Linked DNA regions of Mus musculus: regions 1, 3, 4 and 5 are each linked to region 2. The links are chromatin contacts, called in public promoter capture Hi-C maps. All regions are on one chromosome and are shown on one strand. Each heading gives the region's core, a stretch centred on a gene start, on an enhancer-like site or on the middle of the called end of the contact. The rest is flanking DNA. Distances are from core to core; before and after follow the strand shown.

Region 1 (2,700 bases), core at 55-2,554, 1.8 Mb after region 2:
GGATTTTGCCTTTCGTTCATGGATGGATCTCAAGGCCCTAGAACAATGTTTGGCTTGCAACAGCCATTATTAAAAAACTATCGAATCAAATAGCCATGCAGGGCCTAAGGGGGCTGTCCAAAGAAGCTAGAGTATTCTCAGCTTTCTCTCATTTTTAGGGATGGGGCCTATTTGATCTAGTTCAAACTGTTTACAGACATCTGGGTCCCATTTCTGTGACTTCAGGTTTCTCAGGCCAAACTTCTGAGCTGGCTGACTCACAGGTTTCCCTTGTGCAGGAGGTGTTTGGCTGGGACCAGGACTCCTGTTCCCAGCCACCCCAGGTTTGACTGGACTCCTGTCTGCTCTATCAATTCTTCCAAATGGAACTCTAGGCCATTCTGCCCTCAAGGATTTTCATTTCCTCTGTCTTCCTTTTTCACCTAAGGGAAGCTGCCTTTACTGTGTGTCACCAGAACTTTCCATTCTCCGAAGAGGGAACATTGAGTTGTGTTCTGCCTCATCAGCCCTTCATTGTCAGCCATAGCTGTCCCCTGCCCCGAAACGACTCTTGCCTGTTCCCCACTGGGTGCAGGCCAGGCGAGGGACGGAGGCATGTCAGTGAGGGGTGGACGTGGGGCCCGGCTGAGAAGGGCATGAGGTTAGGGAATGATGAACTGGCGATTATAACGAGTTGTTGACCTAATAGGGGCCAAAGCCTGCTATGGGGGCGCAGCGGACCGAAGCGGAGTTGAAGAGGCGCGGAGAGCTGAGTTGAGAGGCGTTAGGGAGGAGTTAGCTCCAGGGCTACGAAAAGGTGCGGGTGGATTTCCGTCTTGGATGCAGTGCCTAAGGCGAGGTCCAAGCCAAGAGGCTCCGGAGGATTAGGGCGGGGTAAGAGATGTTAAGGGCGGGGTCAGGACCAAATAGAGGATCAAGGCGTTGTTGACAGCGAATCCGCACCGGGCTTAAGTCCGGGTTAGTGAAGTGCTGAGAAGTGAGAAAGAACGGTGCTGAGGGCGGGATTGGGGTGGTGTTGAGAGAAGGGTCGGAGGCTTTGGCCGTGGTGGGGTGCGGGCGGTGCTCGGAGAAGGATCGGGGAGGTGAGAAGCTTAGAGGGAGTGCTGGGGGGTCGGGACTGTACTGACAGGCTAGGAGGTGTTGGTTATGGGAGGGGGAGACTGGGCGGTCCTGGGGGCGGGACCCAGAGGCGGAGTGGCGGGAGATGGGCGGTGCTGGGGATCAGGGAGGCTCGCCCCGCCCTGAAGGCGGCGCACGAGCGGGCCTGAGGTAGCCGTGGGCCGGCACGGCACCGACGGCTGGCAGAGAGCTGCGGAGGGCCGGGCGGTGCGCTCCCGGGCGGAGCCGAGTCCTCGGGGCTCCGGAGCGGAGCGGGGCGGGGCGGAGCGGGACGGTCGATCGGTCCGCCGTGCAGCTCGTTCAGGTGCCGCCGCCGCTCCACGTAGCCCGGCGGCGGGCCGGCTAGGGCACACGGACCTCGGCCCGCGGCTGTCCTTAGCCCAAGCCGGGCCCTTGCGTCCCAGGACTCCCGCGGAGCCATGGCGGGCCCTGGCCCGGGAGATCAGGACGAACACTACGATTTCCTGTTCAAGCTGGTGTTAGTGGGCGACGCGAGCGTGGGCAAGACGTGCGTGGTGCAGCGCTTCAAGACCGGCGCCTTCTCGGCGCGTCAGGGCAGCACCATCGGTGTCGACTTCACCATGAAGACGCTGGAGATCCAGGGCAAGCGGGTCAAGGTGGGAGGCGGCGCGGCCCGCTGCTTTGCTCCCGGCGGGCGGTTCGCGGCCAGTCCTTCGGCTTCCCCTTCTTTCAGAACGGGCTTGGGCCTTGATGTCCGTGCTGGGTTCAGGTCCGAAAGCACCACCTTGGGCTCTGGGAGTGGTGACAGTGGGCGGCCAGAGCGTGGAGGAGGAAGCCTGCACCCCACTCCCGCCCCCCCGTCTCTCAGCCTGGGGACTCCTTCGAAACAACTTGCGGTGGAAGGCAACCTGCGGGCCGTTCCGTGAGCGCCACGCATGCCGGGACAGACCCTTCCCTGCGCGGCCCTCTGGGGAGCACTCAGCCAAATAACGACATCCCCGTGACCGGGAGGGACCAGGAAGTAGTGGCTGCTAGGACCGGAGGTCCAAAAGTTTTTGTCAGAATTTCCTCCCTGGCCACGCCTCCCCGCGGTCTCTTTTATGGACCCGGTGGTGGAACTCCACTCCACCAGGGCCAGCGCGGAGTTGGGGTGGGGGTGGGGGGCCTCCCCGACTAAGGGTTGATAGAAACCGAAAACTTCATCACAGATACCGGAAGGTGGGGGAGAGAAGCAAACTTTGGCAATGACCCCAGCAGAAACAGCAGGATGTGGTTGTCACAATGTCCTGGCAATGATTTGATAAATAATATTTGTGATGAATGAAATCAAGTTTCTTAACCTAGGTGTCTGTCCTCCCTAAAAAAAAAAAAAAGGTAGCATCCTGGACAGGACACAGCGCTGTTCTTGTGCACAGAGGCTCTTAGTAACTTTCCTGATTTCCACCCTGCAGAAATCCTTTGCCGTTTTTCACGGTTTCTGGTTCACAAGGATCTTCAAGACAGCTTTAAAGAGAACTGGGTGGGGGCAGTCTTGTGTTTTCAGACGTGAAGCCCGAGGATGGGAGTCTTTTGACCCTGTTGCTGGTGTGGCTCGCTGCTCATTTGGGTGGCTGTAGGCCT
Region 2 (2,833 bases), core at 90-2,589:
CAGAATAAATATTGTTTGCCTTTACATACTGTTTGAGTCTGGGGCCTTCCTTCAGTGATTCTCAGACTCTAACACTTGCAACATGTTATGGCGGTTTAAATAGGAATGGCTCCCATAGACTCATGTGTTTGAATACTTGGTCCATAGAGAATGAATGGTGGCACTACTGGGAGGTATGGCCTTGTTGGAGTAGGTGTGGCTTTGTTGGAGGAAGTGTGTCACTGGGGTGGTATGGGTTCTGAGGTTTCAGAAGCTCAAGCCATCTTACTTCCTGCTGCCTGTCAACCAGGATGCAGAACTCTCATTCCCTCCTCTAGCACCATACCAGTCCTAGGGTTTTTTTTTTTTTTTTTTTTTTTTTTTTGGACAGGGTTTCTCTGTGTAACAAGCCCTCCTGGACTCTCTTTGTAGACCAGACTGGCCTCAAACTCACAGGCCTGTTTCTGCCTGTTTCTGCCTCCTGAGTGCTGGGATTAAAGGCATGGGCTACCACACCAGGCTAAATATTTTTCTTTCTAAGAGTCACCCATGGTGTCTCTTCATAGCAATAGAAACACTAAGAAACATGCCTTTGTTTCACAAGAGGTTAAGACTAACTAGTTATATTTTGTGTCTATTTGTCTCCCATACCCCACCCCTCCTCAAATTTGGAAACCCCTTATCCTTGACCTATAAAAATCTTTTCTACCTCAAAGTCTGACCTCTTGAACTCCATCTTAGGAGAAGACAGCCTATGTACAAGAATTAAAAGTTTGTTTTAATTAACTTGCCCAGGATGGTTTGGGCCGGTGGTCTTTCTCCTCCCATCATTGGGATTAACAGTTGGTCCCTAGCATAGTACTTTCTCTATCATCTCATGGCAAACTACACTCACCTTTAGGTCTTAAAGGCTCCATTTGTGTAAAGGCTCCATCTGTGAGGTTGCCACAATTTATTAATTTGTCTCGCGGTATTACAGTGTCGTTTCCCTTGCACTACAGTAGATTCACTTGTGTTTGAAATTTGTTTCTTTCATGACTCAAGCAGGTTACATGGGGTGGCTCAGTACAAGTCTGCTGAATGCTTAACATGAACATAGATCATTAACAGTTGTCTTAGCATCCTTGGTAGTTTATTCTTAGAACACGACTTTTACTTTGCTTCAGGGATAAGATTTATAAGAAACCATGACCTTGTCTCAGCGTCTATTTGGCTGGCCCTCTGTCCAATTTTCCAGCCCACAGGTACCCCTACCTCAGAGAGCCACGCCCCCTTCCAGAGCTTTTTAATGGCGCCAGAATGCTGGACTACAAATCCCACAGGGCAACGCGCGCCAGCCCCAGCAGCCAATAGAGCGCAGTGTTGCTGGCCTGTGTCCCGAGTGACGAGCGTAGGCCGCTGAGCAGCGTCGTCCTGGTTGCTGTGGAGCCGGCTCGCGTGGCCTCACGCCCTGCCCGCCTCCTGTCATGGGCAGCGCCGAGAGCGCCGAGGCCCGAAGGGTGTCCTTCGAGATGGATGAGGAGGAGCGGGTCCGGGTGCTGCAGGGCATCCGGGTGAGCGGCGCGGCGGGAGGGCGCGGGCCGGAGGAGCGTGCGGGCGGGAATGGGAGCCGCCGTCCCGGGGACCAGATACATGGGGCCGCTGGCACTCGGGGGCAGCCGGCCGCCTCAAGTCATTTTCCACCGCCTTGGCTCTCTCGGTTCCGGATTTGTTCCGTGCTCTACCCGGTTTCACTTGTCTTGTGCTTCTCGTTGCGTGTGCTGCAGCACGTTTTGAAAGTGTTCTTCCATTTCCAATCTTGTTCACGTGCCTTTCTCCGTGAGGCAGCAAAAGGAGAGTTTCAGCTACTGTGTATTAGGTCATATGCCTTATCCGCTCTTCAACTAAAAACCTACAGTTGGTCCTTACCACGTCGAACAGGAGGAATAGCCTCACTTGGCTTTTACAAGATGTGCTGGTGCCCACTGACCTTCCCATCCCTTTCCTGGCCTGTTTCCTCATCTTCATAAGATACTTATTTTTGCCTCAGGACCTCCTTGTTCTTCCTAGAAGATCCCAGGTGTTCGATGTTTCTTCAGTTATCGTTAACCTGGCTGTCTTCTTGTTACAGCTCAGGTGTCATCCAAGAATCCTTCCTTGACCACAGTCTCAAGCGACTTCCCACACTACTGCCACACATTTATGATTTTCTCAGCATCCAACACAGTTTGAAACAAATTGTGTTTATTGTGTTTCCCATTAGAGCTCTAGCTGATAGCTTGGCTGAAGTTCTTGTGTAATTCATGACTTTATCACCGGAACTTACAAGAATAAAAGCTCCTGTTTTATTTCAGACTGGCAGCTCTTTACAGGTATTATTTAATTTTTCAACCAATCAATGAGCAGTAGAATTGTTAGTACCTCTTCCTCTGTTTTGTTTTGAGACAGGGTCTCAATATTAAGTCAGGCTGGCCCAGGACTCTGTGTCTGCTTGTCTCATGAGTGCTAGGATTAAGGAGGGGCATATACCACCAAAAGTTTGATTAGTCCATTTTGTAGCTTATGGGGAACTGAGGTCCTATTGGCATAAGTTGTCCAAGGTCACACAGGTAACAAAGTAGGAGACCCAAGACTATAAAGTAGGTCAGCTCCAGAGCTGTTTGTTAAACTTCTTGCTAGACTTTCTTCTATACCTGTGCATGGCACTTAGTGTGTACTTGGTCGATAATTGTTAAGTAATTACATGAGTGAACTCAATGAAATAAATCAAACTTCAAACAAAATGCTCTGAGTTGGCTCTAGGTGAATTAGAGAGTAGATTCAGAAAAAGACTTCAGAGGGTCTGACATCTGAACTCCTTAATAGAGCTATTTTT
Region 3 (2,873 bases), core at 115-2,614, 1.0 Mb before region 2:
ACATCTGCACTTTATCTTCTTGACTTTATAGAACATTCCGGTGGGAATGTACGGGAACCCAAACTCAGGGTTCGAATCCCAGTTTCTCCTCTTCGCAGATGTGTGACCTTGGGAGAGCAAAATACCATCCACCTCAGAGTATGAACGGAGCGCTGTAAGACCCTTTATCCTAGGGTACCTTCAGAGGTTTTGCTTACTACCAAAAATATTAAGAGAACATTTCTAGAAATAAAGAATTTGTAGGTTTTGTGCTCAGTTCTGAGCAGCATGGTGGACCGATTCAGTTAACACTACACTGTCCCTCCTAGAACATGCAGCACTCCTCGGCATAGGGATCTATGCTGCAGATGCTGCCCATCAGCTAGTCACCCTCTCAACAGTTGTTAGGGTGGCTGAGCTGTTGGCCAAGCAACGCTTAGTCTACTTAATAATGGCACAAGTATAGTGATGGTGACAATTGTATCACAGTATATGATTACACCTGCCCTACCTTAGGGGTGTTCATCTTTTACTGTGTCTAGTTCACAAGTTAAGCTCTACCATAGGTATGTATATTAGGAAAACAATCTATATGTCTGGATATCATTCCAGGATTCAGACACTCTTTGGGAACATGTTTGTAACTCCCTGCAATAAGGGGAGATCACTATACCCTTCTATAGTATATTTTCCTTACAGGGCACTTGGCCTGACTCCAGGCTCTTCTGTACTACTTTACAGTCGTGGTTCTTAAGCTACCATAGTACCAGCATGAGGCCAGCCAGCGTCAGGAAGCAGAGCAAGCTCATCTAGATATCTGGGTCAGGTTGGAATGGCTGCGTCTCTAAGTGGTCTCCGTGGCGAAGAAGCAGTTTGAAAACCTGAGTTTTAAAAGATTTATAGAAAGGATCTGGTAGACTGAGGGATCTTCTCAAGTCTGAACAACCTCTAGCTTGACAACCTGGAGCGCAGGGACAGCTCGCTGAGCCTGCCTTAGGGTGGTCAAGGATGATCTCGGGGTGCTGAAGGAGTTAACCATAACCCCTAGAGTCAGGCGCTCTGGGGTTCATCACAGGCAGAGGGAGAGAGATCAGCGGGGCGGGTCCCTGCAGACCTTTGGAGCGAGGATGCCACAAACTGACCCGCCCAGTGTGCCTAAGACAGATCCTGTGCCCCACGCCCCATCCCGAGGGCCATTGACGCTCCGCTTTCCCTTGGCTTCCCCGGCTCCCAGTCCAGCTCCTGCCCGCGCTTACCGGTCCTCTCCCGGCCGGCGGCGAAAGCGAGGCGGCCAGGCGCGCGCTGGACACTGTGGAGGCCTGCGGCGGGAGGAAGCGAGAAGGGCAGCAGGCGGGCCAGCCCCGCCCTGCCTAGGCGTCCAGACAGAGGGGCGGGGCCACAGGAGGGGAGGGTTGCTGGGCGAGTGTTGTGGGCGGGGCCAATCCACAGAGGTGGCGCTTGAAAAACCCAATTTTTAAAGCCTTTTAGTCAGGACAGCTCTCTGATCGAGCAGTGGGGTGTGCAGGGATGCTCCCTGGGTGCCGAAGGACCCAATGACACGCCTCAGAGGCGGTGCCGCTTGGGGTGGGGCCAAGAAAGAAGAAGCTAGACCCCGGAACAGGACCATGAGTAGGGCGGGGTCACGGGCGGGGCCACGGGCGGGGGCGGGGCTGGGCGACGGAGTAGCCTCCAGTAGCACACTGCAAGGGCCAGCTTCCCTTAGGATACACATTTGCCTGTTCAGTTTTCAATCTGACATTTCTGAATATTTCACCTTTGAACACTTGTGTATGTGTCATGAAAGTTCTTCTGTCCTTCAACATGTGTGATCCTCTCACTCTTATCAAGATACAGCCTTGGAAGACTCAGCCAGCAGTGGTGAGCCTCAGTGGACACCAGCTCCTACAATCTATCCCGTGCCCCCACTTATGGCTCTTGGCTGATTCAAGAATCCTGAGCCCTGGCTGGATTCTAAGCTGCCAACTGCACCTGCAGAAACCGGATGTGCAAGACCTGTAAGACAGTAGTTTTGAAGAATACAACACAAAAAAAGTATGACAGGGCAAGGCCCGGGGAGATGCAAGCCCAGTTCCTGGATTCTGTCCCCAGCAAATGAAAAACAAAACAAAAACAGATGACAGTGTTCCACATGTTAGGAGAATTTACAGACTGGATGGCTTACATTGTCAAAATATAGTGCTGAATTCCAAGCTCCCAAAGTGATTGCATTTGTCAATCCAGCTTATGTAAGAGGTAGCAATGAACAAGTGAAGTCACAGGGTGCAGTCACAATGCGACTGGAGTCCTCTCAGGAAGAGACCCTGCCAGCTCATTCTCCCTGTGTGCATGCAGGTGAGACATAGAAAGACAGTAGGAGGGAGGCGTCACCAGGAATAGCCATCCATGAACCTTGAACTCCATGTTGATATGCTTTCATTTATTGTAACAAAATCAACTTATACAAAGAAAAGGGTTTATTTTAGCCCATACTTTTGAAGGTTTCATAAAGGTTTAACGAGTTTGATTCCCAGACTGAGGCACTGTGGGCAGGTGGGGGGTAGCAGAATCTTAGGTCTGACTAGAACAGGGAAAAGCAATAACTGGTGTCACAGTCTTGAAGAGAACCCTGGACCTCAGCCCCTGATCCCTCCATCACAAACCCTTTGATTAAAGGCTGACCCAGAAAGCCCTGTGACAGTGAAAAGGAGAGGCAGAAAAGACAACAGGAGGTTCACTACCAACATGGCAACACGTGAGTTCTGGGAAACTCAGAGATAGCCGACTAGAAAGAGCAGAGAGCAGGACAAGGTCACCACCCACTAGACCTCACATGAAGCGGGTACTCCCTGAGGACAGAGGTAGCCAGAGGCGGGCAGGAGCAGAGCAGGGTGTCA
Region 4 (2,700 bases), core at 164-2,663, 1.1 Mb after region 2:
GAGATGGTTCAGTGGGTGAAAAGCACTTGTAGTGTAAACCTGAGGACCTGAGTTCAATCCCTGGATCCCACAGTGGAAGGAAAGAACCTCTGACCTCTACCAGAGCACCATGGCAGTCACATGACTGCACTGCATTTGCGCACATTTTGTCAAACAGGAAAAGAAACAAAGAAATATCAGCTAAGGAAGCCAGGTGTAATGGCCCACACCTTTAATCTTAGCACTCAGGAGGCAGAGGCAGTCGGATCCCTGTGAACTCAAGGCCAGTCTGGTCTACAGAGTCCCAGGACAGCCAGAGCTACATAGTGAGACTGTCGTGAAAACAAACAAAAATAAATACCGGCTAACATTCAAAGAATAGGAAGGATAAGATATGGAGTACCAGAGGCTGCTGGTGTGGGTGCAGATGCAGGTCTAGAGCAGCCTCTGAAGTCACATACACAGAAATGTCACATGGACAGAAATGAAATAAGAAACAATAGACTCAAAGCTGCCTGGCCAATAGAAAGCATTAAACTGCTACTACCTGCTTGCAAGAAAAGATGCAAGCATGCTAGGGTCAAACATTTCCCTTTTTGGATAGATGATGCTCTTTGCTGCTGGCACTTTCTGTGTGCAAGAGGCTGAGAAAGCAGTCTTCACCACATGTAAAAAAGCAAGTTTTTGTAGACACTGAACCTCTGCAGAGTTCAGAGTGGAGGAGGCTGAAGAAATGGGAAGAATACTGATTTGATGGGGGTTAGGGGGAGGGAGATACCAGCCTCATTACTGCTAAACTGGCAGGTGGTTAAGCGGCCTAACCCACCTTTAACTTCTTCATGTGCAAAACAGAACCGATAGAAAGACCTGGCATGACTTTAGGAAGACTGACCTGGAAAAGCTGGAGTGCTTGGATGGGGAATAGATCAGACAGTCCTCACCGCTCCACTTAACAGATCAGCTCCCAGGCCCAAAGAACCCATATCAACTCTGAAAACGTAGTCAATTCTATACTTAACCGCACAGCCTTCCACTGCGTTTCCGGTGAGGTCTAATTTGCGTGCCGTGACCCGCAAAGGATGCAGCCTTTGCTCGCTAGTGTGATCCTTACTTCTTAGATCTTAGTGGATCCTGGTCCCGCCGCCCACACCTCGCGCACAAGCCCCACGCCCACCTCTCTCGCGTTCTCCTGGCCCACGAGACCCGAAGCCGCCTGCTTGGCTAGGCCGCTCTCGTCCAGCCCCAGACCCTTCACGTGGCTGTGGGAGGCGATGCGCTGCGTCTTCGTGGTGCTCTTCACCTCCTCAATCTTCATTTTGCCGAGTGTCTAGGAACACAACCTGCGTGGAGTGGTAGGAACTACCGCACGCCAGGCGCCTGGGTTACCACGCGGCCGTTACTAGGCCGCTCTCCTGGACCCGCCCCTATCAATATGTCATTGGGGGAGGCGAGAAGGCTTCGCTTTCTATTGGCTAAAAGCTACGCTGGTCACGGCTGCTGAGTTTCGCCCAGTAACTTCCGTCTGTGTCACAGGATAAGTTCCCCCAGGGCAAACATTTCCTGCCCTGGCCACATTTGACTGAGAACTGCTTAAGTACTTAAGCACTATTAATGTGAATGACAGGTTTTTAATTATAAATGCCTCTTTTAATGCCTATTTTTTTTCTTTAGAATAACATATTTGTGCCAGGGTGAGTTAACTTCTTCACTGACAGATGTTAAATCTTTTCCAGGTGCTTGGATGTCCTGAGAGAATCATCAGCAAAGCAGCTGCCCAAACTTCTCCAGTGCTCACCGAATTATTTAGACACCCAGAGAATGCCCCACTGCTCCCATTTTTTTTTTTCCAGAATACACTAGATCCTGAAGGCACTATTCCAGCCAAAACTTTTCAAACACTTCATGCCATAATTCTGGTCATCATATGCCCAATAAGAACCTTAAAGAAACTCGGCGGTGGTGGCGCACGCCTTTAATCCCAGCACTCGGGAGGCAGAGGCAGGCAGATTTCTGAGTTCGAGGCCAGCCTGGTCTACAGAGTGAGTTCCAGGACAGCCAGGGCTATACAGAGAAACCCTGTCTCGGAAAAAAAAAAAAAAAAACAAACAAACAAACAAACAAAAAAAAAAAAAAACCCTTAAAGGAAAAAAAGGAAGGAAGGAAAAGAGAAGATGTGTTTGTGTAGCCTTGCCTGGCCTAAAACTCCAGGGCCCCCACCTGTCTCTGCCTCCTGAGTTGCTGGCATTAAAGGTGCTACCACCATACTCTGACCAGATATTTTCATCAGTCTGGAGTGGGTGCAAGTCTCCAGGTAGGTGAACAAAAGCTGCCTGTGAATGGTGAAACTATGGTCCTTCATTTGAATAATCAACGGCTCTGATATTGGTGCAAATATGGTAGTTTGTTTTCACAATCCACCTTGCCATAGTCCAAATTTAATGCTTCATTTTCAAGAAGGGCTATACTAAGGACGGCAAACACTCTTGCTTACTCTCTCAACATTCTGGCTCTCTAAGCAGGTGTCCCTCACTTTTTTTTTCTCGAGACAGTGTTTCTCTGTATAGCCCTGGGTGTCCTGGAACTCACTCTGTAGACCAGACTGGCCTCAAACTCAGAAATCCACCTGCCTCTGCCTCCTGTGTCCCTCACTTTCCTCACTTTTAAGTCAGCCAGGAGACACCTTCCTGTGCTGTGCAATGTGTAGCTGTGGTGCAACTTTAG
Region 5 (2,700 bases), core at 39-2,538, 1.1 Mb after region 2:
CTCTTCTACCTTCAAAGGGCACCTGTTATCATACTTACGTGAGCACAGAAACAATAAAAATAAATCTCAAAGAAATACTTAATCAAAACTTCATTTAGATTTTATTGTCTCTTTAGGCATCTGTCTCTAATATTTAATAATTAAATCTTTAAAATGTGTACATGCAAAAACACTGCACCTCTGTTTCAAAAACCTCACATTGTGGCCTGCTGTGGTGGCACATGCACGGCTAGTCCCAGCACTCAGAGCAGTCAGGTGGGATCTCTGTGAATCTGAAGCCAGCCTAGTCTACATAGTGGTATCGAGGGCTACCTAGAGACCTAGCTTAAAGAATCGAAAACAAAAACCTCACATTGTGCTAAGTATATTGACTTAGTGCTTTCCCCTAAACCCATCTATATTTGTGTACGCACATGCAACTTAATGCCAAATTAAATATAAATGTCCTATCAATGACATGGGGCTGGCTGTCTAGAATGTTTCTAAGGACGTGGCCACAGCAAACCTCTCCGTTGAAGTCAGGACTTGGCTGCATGAAACTCAGCACTCAGGGTGCACAGCAAGAAGTCGATTTCAGACAGCACACAGCACTGAGATCAGAGATCCCACTAAAGAGTAAGTTTCATGTTGCCCCACCTTGCCCAGTCCCCTTCGCACACCCTTTCCTCCAGCCCAGATGTATTCTTTTCCCTGAAGATATGGGGCTGCAAGGCTTGGCTCGGTTTCTTCATCTCTCCTAACTCTCCAGTTCCAAAGGCCTTCTTGGAATGCGCTGCGCCAAAGCCCACCCAGAGCCGCCAGACCCGGCCTTTGCCGAACGTCCTCAAATGCATGAGCTCAGACATCCTTGGAGGCAGCCTACAGCACCCAGGAGGGTATTGTAGGGTAGGGTAAGCCATGCAGGGTAGGATTCAGCACACTGCTGCTCTGTCGTGCGTGACGAGCAGCAGCTGAGGCCTACTGGGTCGCGACATGCTATCACTGGTACTGAGGGCCACCGACACGGAAAGCCGAATCGCCTGCTTCGTAGGGCCAACACCACCACGAAGCGTCCACTAGTAACAAGGGCTGATTTGGCCCTCACTTCCGGGAGAGTCTGCGCAGCTGCACACGCCCAGTTCCGGTGTGGCCCGACAGTCGTCTTCCCGACAGCCTCTCTGCTCCTGCTGCATGCCGGGAGTTGTGGTCTTGGCGCAGGCGGCGCGGCGGGCGCGCGTGGCAGGAAGCGGAAGCGGCCGGTGGCCCATCCCCGGCCCCGCCTCGCCGCGCCGCTCGCCGCCGGGCTATCACTGACGTGTCTCTCGGTCGAGGAAGCGCGCTCCGGAGCTAGCAGCGCCTCCTCACTCGAAGTGGAGCGCAGTCGGGGCCGGGCGTGTAGTCGGATCAGCCGCCGCCATGGCGAGTGAGTTTCCTGGGGGCCACCCCGGCGCAGCCAGGATGCGTCGCCTTTCCCCGTTTGGGCGCTCGCCCGCCGTGCTTCCCGATCCTGGCGGAACGCGGCCTGCCTGGGGGACTCGTTCCCGCGCCCCTAGACCGAGCCTTCTGGGTCCCCGCACGCCCACGCCCGGCTCTCATCGTGCCGGGCTCCCTCAGGTGCCCTCAAGTTACTCCGTACCTAACTCCTTCTCTTTCTGTTTCTTCCATCAAAGTCAAATTTCTGGAAGTCATCAAGCCATTCTGTGTCATCTTGCCGGAAATTCAGAAGCCAGAGAGAAAGGTAAGTCCCCAGATGGTGGTCAAAGAAGACTTGCAAAATTGGGCGCTGGGAGTTTACAGTACAATTAAAAATGGCCTCAGCACACCGAGTGAAAACTGCCCCTCTGGAGTGTAGCTGTGTGTGCTGGGATACTCACGGGAGCCGTTGAAAGGTGACCCGGTTGTGTGGGAATTCTCCCAACACCTTGTCTCGTTAGGAGCATCTTTAGTGGATAGTGGTTAACAAAGCCTCAGGTTTGCCTAGTCCGAAAGTGGGTCTGAGCAGTGATTGATTAAGACCTCAGTTAGGATCCCAGATTGAGTTACCCTCCGTTCTTCACCTCCAGCAGGAGCAGATGATGGGGTGTTTGTTTCGTGTGGGAGGTGACTTCGGTATCTGGTTTCCAAAGGAAAAATCGAGTCGTGTAATCGATATGAACGTGTTTGTGGTTTTTATTTGAATGTATGCTGCCCCAGCATCGAGTTTACATGCACTAGTGAAGTCTGCTGCCATTGACAGCAGGTGCTCTAAAACAAGGAAGGAGAGAACTGTAGCACCTTAATGCTTAATGTGAATCTTAATCAGAATTTCTGTGGCAGGCAGCTTCGGCCCAAGAATAAATGTTCCTAGTGTGAGAGTGCCCGGTGAAGGAAAGTCCAGGCCCATGGGCTCAGAAAACAGTAAATCTACTTTGTGTTCCTGGTTTGGTTTTTGGTGTTTTTTTTGGTTTTGGTTTTGGGGTTTTTTTTGTTTTGTTTTGTTTTTTTTGGTATTTTGGGTTTTTTTTTTTTTTTCAGACTGTCATATATTCACATCTGGCATTTGTAGTTGGCATTCACATGGATACTTTGTGCTTCTAATTTAGTTTTTACTTTCCATAGTTCTATGCAAATGCCTTGCAGTACCCTTGCTGCCTTTGCCAGGATGATGTTCAGAACTTTATCTGTTCCACCTCAGTGCAGAGATTCTGGCTCGAGGGCCAAGAAACCCAAGTCCCACGCTTT

What was found. Promoter capture Hi-C pulls out the DNA fragments that hold promoters and counts their contacts.
Region 1: a promoter capture Hi-C map of cranial neural crest shows a contact between it and region 2. The contact joins the promoter of Rab43 here to the promoter of Chchd6 in region 2. A contact is called at or near these places in 2 of 39 promoter capture datasets (cranial neural crest and liver).
Region 3: a promoter capture Hi-C map of pre-B cells shows a contact between it and region 2. The contact joins the promoter of Slc41a3 here to the promoter of Chchd6 in region 2. A contact is called at or near these places in 15 of 39 promoter capture datasets (the 3T3-L1 cell line, 3T3-L1-derived adipocytes, the HPC-7 cell line and 9 more), 1 of 484 Hi-C or Micro-C datasets (B cells), 2 of 115 datasets of contacts at active chromatin or transcription factors (astrocytes and pancreatic cancer cells) and 1 of 9 other capture datasets (adipose tissue).
Region 4: a promoter capture Hi-C map of pre-B cells shows a contact between it and region 2. The contact joins the promoter of Ruvbl1 here to the promoter of Chchd6 in region 2. A contact is called at or near these places in 9 of 39 promoter capture datasets (the 3T3-L1 cell line, 3T3-L1-derived adipocytes, hippocampal neurons and 5 more).
Region 5: a contact with region 2 is called in a promoter capture Hi-C map of second pharyngeal arch cranial neural crest. The contact joins the promoter of Sec61a1 here to the promoter of Chchd6 in region 2. A contact is called at or near these places in 11 of 39 promoter capture datasets (the 3T3-L1 cell line, 3T3-L1-derived adipocytes, cranial neural crest and 6 more), 1 of 484 Hi-C or Micro-C datasets (CD4 T cells), 4 of 115 datasets of contacts at active chromatin or transcription factors (astrocytes, large pre-B cells, pro-B cells and 1 more) and 3 of 9 other capture datasets (adipose tissue, liver and pancreatic islet).

What each region holds. Positions count from the first base shown.
Region 1 is chr6:87,810,383-87,813,082 of GRCm38.p6, reverse strand. Rab43 (RAB43, member RAS oncogene family) reads left to right here and starts at 1,304. Exons shown (of 3, transcript NM_001039394.1): 1 at 1,304-1,736. The coding sequence starts at 1,539.
Region 2 is chr6:89,594,158-89,596,990 of GRCm38.p6, reverse strand. Chchd6 (coiled-coil-helix-coiled-coil-helix domain containing 6) reads left to right here and starts at 1,339. Exons shown (of 8, transcript NM_025351.3): 1 at 1,339-1,532. The coding sequence starts at 1,446.
Region 3 is chr6:90,603,371-90,606,243 of GRCm38.p6, reverse strand. Slc41a3 (solute carrier family 41, member 3) reads right to left here and starts at 1,364. Exons shown (of 11, transcript NM_027868.2): 1 at 1,236-1,364.
Region 4 is chr6:88,464,122-88,466,821 of GRCm38.p6, reverse strand. It overlaps Ruvbl1 (RuvB-like protein 1), which reads right to left and starts at 1,413. Exons shown (of 11, transcript NM_019685.3): 1 at 1,154-1,413. The coding sequence starts at 1,294.
Region 5 is chr6:88,517,388-88,520,087 of GRCm38.p6, reverse strand. It overlaps Sec61a1 (Sec61 alpha 1 subunit (S. cerevisiae)), which reads left to right and starts at 1,288. Exons shown (of 12, transcript NM_016906.4): 1 at 1,288-1,402; 2 at 1,650-1,717. The coding sequence starts at 1,396.